Regions from separate parts of the Mus musculus genome. Here regions 1 and 2 are each linked to region 3. Evidence: chromatin contacts called from public HiChIP or PLAC-seq data. All regions are on one chromosome and are shown on one strand. The core of a region is the stretch at or near the end of the contact, and the rest is flanking DNA. Distances in the headings are between cores, read along the strand shown. Region 1 overlaps Gm39928 (a long non-coding RNA gene). Region 2 overlaps Gm36154 (a long non-coding RNA gene). Region 3 overlaps Acoxl (acyl-Coenzyme A oxidase-like).

The links. HiChIP or PLAC-seq counts read pairs in DNA pulled down with a chosen protein or histone mark.
Region 1: a contact with region 3 is called in an H3K27ac HiChIP or PLAC-seq map of regulatory T cell precursor, with 21 times the contacts expected there. The contact joins two enhancer-like sites. A contact is called at or near these places in 2 of 484 Hi-C or Micro-C datasets (bone marrow-derived macrophages and multipotent progenitors) and 6 of 115 datasets of contacts at active chromatin or transcription factors (acute myeloid leukemia, embryonic basal ganglia, epiblast stem cells and 3 more).
Region 2: an H3K27ac HiChIP or PLAC-seq map of regulatory T cells shows a contact between it and region 3, with 7 times the contacts expected there. The contact joins two enhancer-like sites. A contact is called at or near these places in 1 of 484 Hi-C or Micro-C datasets (bone marrow-derived macrophages), 7 of 115 datasets of contacts at active chromatin or transcription factors (CD8 T cells, SST interneurons, acute myeloid leukemia and 4 more) and 2 of 9 other capture datasets (adipose tissue and liver).

The regions. Positions count from the first base shown.
Region 1 is chr2:128,543,467-128,546,166 of GRCm38.p6, forward strand. The region is part of intron 1 of Gm39928 (a long non-coding RNA gene); the gene reads right to left. Among named protein-coding and RNA genes, the nearest start is that of Gm39928, 4.9 kb to the right of the region's middle. Within about 2 kb of position 1,270, at least 140 of the 459 cell types and tissues checked have an H3K27ac peak or open chromatin away from gene starts, as enhancers often do. A contact at or near this core is called in epiblast stem cells, regulatory T cells and regulatory T cell precursor, where this site is marked.
Region 2 is chr2:128,456,616-128,459,572 of GRCm38.p6, forward strand. All of the region lies in intron 1 of Gm36154 (a long non-coding RNA gene), which reads right to left. It overlaps Gm29010 (a long non-coding RNA gene), which reads left to right. Exons shown (of 6, transcript XR_374966.3): 4 at 2,016-2,123. Among named protein-coding and RNA genes, the nearest start is that of Gm36154, 8.4 kb to the right of the region's middle. Within about 2 kb of position 1,401, at least 56 of the 459 cell types and tissues checked have an H3K27ac peak or open chromatin away from gene starts, as enhancers often do. A contact at or near this core is called in CD8 T cells and regulatory T cells, where this site is marked.
Region 3 is chr2:127,926,174-127,929,035 of GRCm38.p6, forward strand. All of the region lies in intron 9 of Acoxl (acyl-Coenzyme A oxidase-like), which reads left to right. Among named protein-coding and RNA genes, the nearest start is that of Acoxl, 73 kb to the left of the region's middle. Within about 2 kb of position 1,603, at least 49 of the 459 cell types and tissues checked have an H3K27ac peak or open chromatin away from gene starts, as enhancers often do. A contact at or near this core is called in CD8 T cells, epiblast stem cells, regulatory T cells and 1 more, where this site is marked.

The sequences.
Region 1 (2,700 bases), core at 20-2,519, 620 kb after region 3:
TTCTTATTGCTATGACCTAATGCAGGACAAGAAGCAACTTGAAAGTAGGAGGGTTTCTCTTGGCTTACAGTCTAAGAGTCAGGATAGTCCATCTTGGCAAGGAAGGCCCGGCAGCGGGAGAGTAAGGCATCTTGCCGCACTGTGCATGAAGGAACCAGATGACAGATCTGAGGTGAGGCCTGGCTATAAAAACTTAAGACCGTTTCTCTAACGACCCACTTCCTCTAGCAAGGCTCTATCCACTAAAAGTTTTGTAATCCTTCAAAACAGCTCCACCAGCTGGGCACAAGTGCTCAAACACACCATCCTTAAACCATAACACTCGCTTGTGGTATTCTAACCCATCTATGGTCCGACTACAGACTAAAGCCCCAGGCCCACAGGTAAACTAGGCCCACAGGTGAGAACGGTGGTGAAAGAGCCAGCTTTAATCCCCAGTTTTGCTTCTGCTCTGTTTCACTAGCAAACGGCAACCACTCGGAGACCTGCAGCGAAGGGCCCAAGCTGGTGTGTCCTTTCCCTTTCCCTTCTGTAGAGTGCAGAGAAGCCTCACCTTTTGTTTTAAGGAAACCCTGAAAAATCCCACTTCAGGCCTGAGCAGCAAAGGAGGCCGGAGGCCCCTGCACCTCAGAAGACAGTGGTTCTAGTCAGTCTGTTATTGTTAGTCACAAGAGTGTCTGCATCTGGTAATAACAGCTGTCCAGTGTCTGGAGGCCCAACAAGGTGGAAAGAATCCCAATGCAGAGCTTAAACATATACTCTATATCTAAGGAGCAACAGAATTTGAGGTGAGAGATGTTGGCTTCTATACAGAAGCAGAGCCAAGATTTGAGCACACACACACACTTCCGAGGCAGGGATTTGCTTCCATGGGGCTGAGAGGGTCCAGAGGACTGGCTCAGTAAGGTGAGTAACTCAAATAAATGATCTGATACCTCCACTCCAAGCTAACTTGAGCACCACAGAAGCCTGGCTCGTTATCGGTGCCCAGGGATGCCCACTGCTTATCTACGATTCACATTGGCACTGTAAGTGACTTGCTGGGTCTCATGTTCAGTGTATCTCCTCTCTACCAGACTGGGGCAGCCCCGGGACTACAGGGGGCAGGCAGTGCTCTTTCAGACACCCAAACATCTGTTGTTCTTGCTAAGTAAAAACAAGTGACTAGTCACAGCAAAACCATGAAAGAAAACCACAAGTGACCTAAGGATTTCTGACTCACCCTTCAACCTGGGTACTTTGTGACATTCCAACCAGAGCTCTCAGCCACCTGCAGCTGAGCTGAGAACTGCAGTCCCTTTGTCTCCCTGGCTCAGGGTAATTACCCTGCCCCCAGATGGCTTTTGCCTTCAGAACAAAATAAAGAAAAACCACCTCCCCCCACTAAGCCCAAGTGACTAAGAAAAGCTGGCAGGGACCCTCCCTCAGACCATAATTGTGGGAACCTCTTGCAAAACAATTTTAGTTGCCAGATAAACTGTGTCTTTTCCCAGCAGCCAAGTGCCACACCTTAGAGACTGGGTGAGAGATTTCTTTTGAGATATCACTGAGCAGATGTGAAGAACTGGGCCTCCTCTGTCCACTAGGGAGCGCTGTGTAGAGATGCATCCTGAGAGGCCTGAACAGCCTACATGCTGTGTGTGTGTGCAGGGCACCAAAGTGTTCTAGCTAGCAGGGTTCTGTGCTCAGGCTTGGAATTAGCAGCCTCCTGATGGGAGAGGGTTCATACTGGGTGCCAGTCAAGACCCTTTCTCTGTGGGATGGGCAACTGTGACAAGGCCATCTGTCTAAGAGGATACAGGAGCCGGACAAACACCACCTTCACGTTAGAAACAGTGCCACAGTGAGTTGTCGTGTTCTGTAACACCTAGCTCAGGCCTTTGGGGATCACACCTGACAAAACTGGAGCCAGACCTCAAGCCAAGTGCAGCTTCCAAAAATTGTATTGCATGGTTCTCTGAACACAGAAAACTTCCTTTTCCTCAACACTGCCCAATATAGATGGCCTATAAGGAACTAGGGATACGGTCAGTCTCCTCACAGCAGGGGGAAGGGCAGGAAACAAGCACAGAAAGCCTCCCCTCCATCACCTGAGCTGCTAGGCTCCTCGGTTCAGCTGCCTACAAGTGTCAGGCTGCCAACAGACGGTCTCTGCTCCCTGCACACCAACTGCTGGGTGCAATAAGCACCTCACTGCTAAAGCAGTAAGGAGTTAGCGATGCAGAGAAGATGCGCGGGCAGGGTTATGAAGGGATTGCCTAGGCAGCTCCACGGAGAAGAGCAGCCTGCACCATGATCAGGGACTGTGCATCAAGGAACCTTACTGGTTGAGAACAGTATCTTTAAGGAGGTCACCTACACAGAGAGTCTCCCTTCTGGCTAATGGTCTCTCAAAACATGACCACGCCACCTTAGGTGTGGCTGGTTCTCCCAGCTCATTTTTGTAAAATGTTTATTTATTTTTATATGTAGGGGTGTTTTAACTGTATGCATGTCTGTGTACCACATGCATGCAGTGTCTTCAGAGGCCAGAAGAGGGTGTAAGAAACTCTGCGACTGGAGTTACTGATGGTTGTGAGTTGTCATATGGGTGCTGGGAACAGAACCCAGGCCGTCTGGAAGAACAGCCAGTGCTCTTAGCCACTGAGTCATCTCTCCAGCCCCTCTTGGCCCGTTTTTTGTAGATGAGGAATTATATAT
Region 2 (2,957 bases), core at 151-2,650, 530 kb after region 3:
TGTGGCCTCATGTTGGTGCTTACTAAAGCATCCAAGCTTGATTGAAGAGTACTAAGAAGGGCCAAAGAAATTCTAGGTCCTTCTCTTGAAGATATGAGTGTGAGTGGCAGGGAGCCATGCTAACAGAGGTGTTGTTCCACAGGTGAGAGGCCCGTGGCTGCAATTGCTTCAAGGAGAGTAGAGGGGCTAGCGTCTGCCTCTTGAGGTGAGGTTTTCTGGAGCCCTGTGTGTTCTCTAATGCAGTGCCTGATTTCTAGATCATTCTTTGTTCCGCAGAATGACAACAAGAAGTTTATTATTGCTGGGCTCCTCTAACCTCAGTGTCTCCTCTGAACCCCGCAGAGTGTGTGGTGATATAAGGTTAGGAGGGCCAACCTAGGACACTTCTAATCAGTCACATCTACAGGTTGACTAAAGAGAATGAGAGGTGATCATGAAAACCATCCTTTAGGTCCTGCCTCTGATTGTTACCTAGGAAAGCTGGCCCGCCCATCAGTGGAAGAGCCAAGCAAAGCAACTCCTTTTCACTCCACTCTGCTGAGCTCTGGGAACCAGAGGATTCTAGAAGCTCTTACAGACCTTTTGTGAATATGAAGTCTGCTGAGTTTGTTAAAGCCCTACCTGAAATGGTGGACAAAAGCCTCTGACTCAAAGGCACATGCTCTGCAGAGCAGATGGACATTCCTCACTGGGAATGAAGACTGACCTTCACAAGAGCTGTGGATGGGGCTGGTGGGTATAGCAGACAATATCAGTGGTCCTCCATTATGGTTGACCTCCAGGTGGGAAGCAAAACCTAGACAGAGAGACATGGATGCCCATGGCTGACGAAGACACATTAATATCTAGGACAATGGGAAACAGTGTATGTGGTTCCTAGAGGAAGTGTCCCCAAGGGACAGGGGACAGGCTGGGCCACAGCCTCTCTGAGCTGAATATAACTGATGTTTGACTGCAGTGAGCCAGAACTAACCAGCTCCTTAGACATTCATTCCAGTTTCTCCCTCCTGTTCACTGGTGTCCTCTTAACCTTGATAAGGCTTAAAATCTGAGAAAGCAACCATGTCCAATGTCACTATTATGAAACTCTACCCCCATGAGTCACACCCAATCTTAGCTCCATCATCTGGCACCCATGGCCTTAATCTGAAGGCCAGAGAAGGAATCGCTTCATAGTCACAGCCTATAGGTGTTCTCTCTGTCTGTCTGTCTCTCTGCCTCTCTCTGTCTCTCTCTCTCTCTCTCAGTATACCCATTTTAGGTTGTGTTGTGTGGTATTAAACTTTTCTGCCGGTAAGTAGAAAAGACCTTTTTTGTAAAAACTGAGAAACAGCTCTCAGGCGAGAACAGATATTTCAGAAATGACTCAGAGTCGTGTTTTGCTAGAAGAATGCTAATGAAATGCAGAGCGTGTAGTCATGAAACTGATAGCACTCCCTCAGAAAGAAAATGACTTCTCTAAGATGCCGGGCACTTGAGCAAAACACTCACTGATTGTAATGCAACCTATGGGATTAGGCTGCCAGAACACCTCCTTCCTGTAAGGGTGTCTTCCAGTCTCATGAAAAGGCTCACCTCACTTGACCTTAACCCTCAAGGAAAAAGAGTCTTAAAAACACCAGATCCAGTAAGCTAGAAGCCAGCCAGATGTCCAGGATATTACTTCCACACCTCCCAAAACCCTATCAGGACTCACATGAAGACAGCTTACATACACCACATTCTCCATGACTCTTGGAGAATAGGGTAGCAGCACCCTGCATCCAATTCCCCATGTTGAAACAAAACAAAAACAAAACCAAGCACAAGCTAGCCCCTAAGCTTGCTCACAGCTAGCAGGGATTTAGCCAATTTACAACTTAGAAACTGCTTTATTTATAAACTACTTGAGCTTCCTATCAATGGCCTCCAGCCATTGCTACAGACAGCTGAGTGCTGTCTGGGAAGCCACGGCTGTCCTCTCTGGATGTCAGACCTGGCTCATGGACCCATGGCCCTTCTTTTTTCTCTTCCAGATAGATCTTGTTGACAGATGCCTTGTCCCTCTGCTTGCTGCTGTGTTTCCAGTCCTGTCAACCTTGTTGTTGTTCACATCTACAGCTATGAATAAAGACAACTCACATGTAAGCCACAAGGATGGAAACCTAGAAAGAGTGCTGGTGCCTTTACAGCATCATGGTCAGTTGTTGCAGATCTGGGGACTCAGCTCCTTCCAGACTGCAGGTCTAGGTGGCTCAATCTCAGGTCATACCTCTAACTTCCTTTTATTTAATTATTCATTGTTTTAGATGAGCCCTGACTCTTTGGTGCATGGTCTTGAACTCAGCATTCTTCTGCCTTAGGCCCCACAGCACTGGTATTATAGGAGTGGGCTTCTGGACGTGGGATCTAGCACCCATAACTGTTCTCAGAGAGGCTTCTGGAAGGACCACGGTAGGACTAAAAGTCAGGCTTTAAGCAACATTGAGTAATTTAAGGCCTAAAGTAACAAGAAGGTTATGGATAAAGGAAAAGCTTAGACCTCATTAACTGAATTTAATTTTCCATGAACTAAGATCTCTAGCACTCCAGAGGCAGAGGCAAGAAGATCATAAGGTCAGGGCTAGCCTAGGGTACACAGAAAAACTATGCCTCAAGGGGGGTGCACAGATGGAGAGAGATAGAGACAGAGAGACACAGAGAGACAGACAGAGACAGAGAGACAGAGAGAGACAGAGAGAAAGACAGAGAGAGAGAGAGAGAGAGAGAGAGAGAGAGAGAGAGAGAGAACTGTAGTTAAATAAGAGTTCTTATATTTTAGAGGCGTACACTAAATTTTTACAGACAAAGTCATGCAGCACGTAGGACTTGCTTTTTAAGCTCATCCACAGAGCAGCAAGGGGAGGGTTACAGATGAGACACAGTTACCGTAAGTGGATCTCATGACCCAGGGATTATAATATTCTATCTGATTATGT
Region 3 (2,862 bases), core at 353-2,852:
CTACTTCATATGAGAAAATGCAGGGATGGAGCTTCAGAGAGAGAGAGAGAGAGAGAGAGAGAGAGAGAGAGAGAGAGAGAAAGAGAGACTACCGTAAGACCCATGAGGAGACATGCAATGGAAATCTAGCTCTCATGCACGATCACAACGGCTATGGCTTTGCCCAGACTCATGATGCTGATGGAATTCAGAGTCTTCTTTCATTGTTTCTTCCATTTCTCCCCCAACTGCTTTATGTCAGGCATTATGAACTTAACTGCGAGTCAAGAGAACCCCTGGCTCCACGCTGTAAACAGTAACTGTACTGTTTTCTCACTTAATGATCCCTGAAGTGGAGCAGTTTCGGCGTGGTTATTTTGTGGCTCAATGACATCCTCAAGGACCAGGGTAGCTTTGATCTTTCTTCTCTGCAGCCCCCGAGCTGTCAGTTTTGTCTTGACTGACTCCTTTGTGGTCACAACATGGCCGCTGGGGTCCTTGCTGTCACATGCATATGTAATGGGATTTAGCAGCTGAGGAGGACCCATGCCTTCCTCTACGTTTCTTTCTTTTTAGTAGATGGAAACCTTTTCCAGAAACCCTTCAGGAGACTTGCTCTCATTTCAGATCATCAGAGAAAGCCATGTGGTCATTTCTAGGGCTGTCACCGGTGAGGACTTGGATGCCTATGGCTGGATTAGTGAAGCACAGCAGATCCACAGAACAGAGCAGAGCAGAGCGGATTAAAAAAACAAAAAAGAGGGCTCTGTTACAAAGGAGGAAGGGAGGAGGGGTGAGGCCGAATAACTGGAAATATTACTACACATTTAAAAAATATTTTTGTTAAAGACAATCTCAAACACGAAAGAAAGTGACAGCCGAGTTCCACTTTCTTCCCCGGTTCCTGCAGTTCTCAGACTCTTACCAGGGTTAAGTCTTCACTAGTCACCCCTTTGTCTGCTGGACTATTTCAAACATCTCAGACACACATGGATATTTAATGATCTAAATGTGCGGAAGCCCTCCCTTATACTTGGGCCTGGATTCAAGGGAAAAGGCTGCTTCGAGAGCTAGAGGTTGGGAAGGACTAACAGGCATTAACTATTTTTTGCTAGAGAAAAGACAAGATTCTAACCAGATGTAGTGACCCACTTCTGGGAAATCATAGGGAAAGACCTCGAATTAGAGGCCAGCCTGGGCTACAGCGCAGGGAAACAAGAATAAAACAAAATGAAACCAGAGACAACATTTCTCAGAGGAAAAAACAATATCCAGAGGAAGGAGTTCTCCCTGCTGTTGTTGTGGCTGCATCTGGAGTCTTTTGTACATGGGGAAGCAGCTGTCCTAGGAAGTTTGAGTTGTGGATTGGGGGTAAGGGGTGGGGGTGGTGCTCCGTTCTGCAGGCAAGTGCGAGTTCAGCCTCAGGTTTACAGTTTCCACTCTCTGGCTGGGGAGGCCGAATGCTTTCTAAGAGTGGGGTTGGGTTTGCTGACACCTGTTTCTGCATGCTAATAGATTTCTGGGGTAAGATAGAGCGGTGATGTCACCTGCAGGTGTGTGAGCCTGTGGCGGTTTCCCGAGGCATTGTAGCCACATCTGTCCTCAGCTGTGTGGGTCTTTGCTCCAGCAGGCTGCAGAATGAGCTGGTTGCCTGCAGAGCAAAAGCCAGAGGCAGCAAGCCGCGGTGGCCTTGCTTCAAACAAGCGGACTTTCCCCAAAGCTTCGGCTGATTTTCACTTAGTTATGGAACAAAACACAAATGTTGTTTCTTTAAAATGCCACAGCGGCAATCAGAGTATATTTCCACGCACCCTTTTCTCAGTTTCCTGAGGCCACCTGCCTTGTTACACGTTTGAAAGCTTCCTCTTCCTCTTCCTGAAACAGGAAGCTTGCCTTCTTATTTTCCTCCAGGTTTAAAGTGTGCCCTTCTTTGAAGAGAGTTCACACACACTCTCTGTGGGGTTGCACCTTTGTTTATAACATAAAAAAAAAATCTCCATTTCTCTACATGTGCTCTGTCTTGTCTCTAAAGGTCACACGGCACAGAGCTCCCTGCTCAGGGTACATCAACCTGGGCTGATTTTATCTGTGTGCGCTTTGTAAGATGTTTGTATTTGCATAGGACGTTTAGATACAGGGACACTTTGTATAACTATATTTGAAAATTGAGAGAGAGAGAGACAGAGAGAGAGAGAGAGAGAGAGAGAGAGATTGCTGTAGCCTGTGCCCAGTCCAGTGGCTAGTGCAGTAATTACACCAGTCCCTTAGTATAGCGTTCTCGAGCATGTACAATGTAGTGAAATGAGTGCTTTTTGTTTGCACGGTGTGCAGTTCAGTGTGGTGTGAGAATCCGCCTGACCCCAATACATTTTGTTTGACATGCACAGCTGGGGCACTGGAGGATAGTCCAGGCCATTAAAAAGAATGCGAAAAGAAAACACACACCATCTATTTGTCAGGACACAATGAAAGGGAGACTTACTGGGCCTGGATCACACCAGGAGGAAGGAGAAGAGGAAAACCCACCTGGCCCCCAGGGAGCCGGCAGGGGCACAGCTACTGTTGCCTGCTAGAGCTCCCCTGGTCATGCAAACCGATGCCCTTCCCAGCTCCCGGGATCTTCTTGTAGGGTGCTGTGCAATCAGAATGCTGGGGTGGAAGGGAGGAGGTCTTATTTGGACTTGGCATTCCAGGGGAGCCCAAGGTTAAGGGGTTCATCAGGCTTATGTGACATCTAGGAATGGCTTCTAAGGTGTCTGACCGGTGAAGACCTGCTACGCCTCCCGAGGTACCCCAGGCTTTCACCAACAGGCAGGAGAGAAGGCAGTGATGGATCCTTAGGAAGTTGGTTCCTCCCTCTCCCCAGCCACACAGATGCTACCC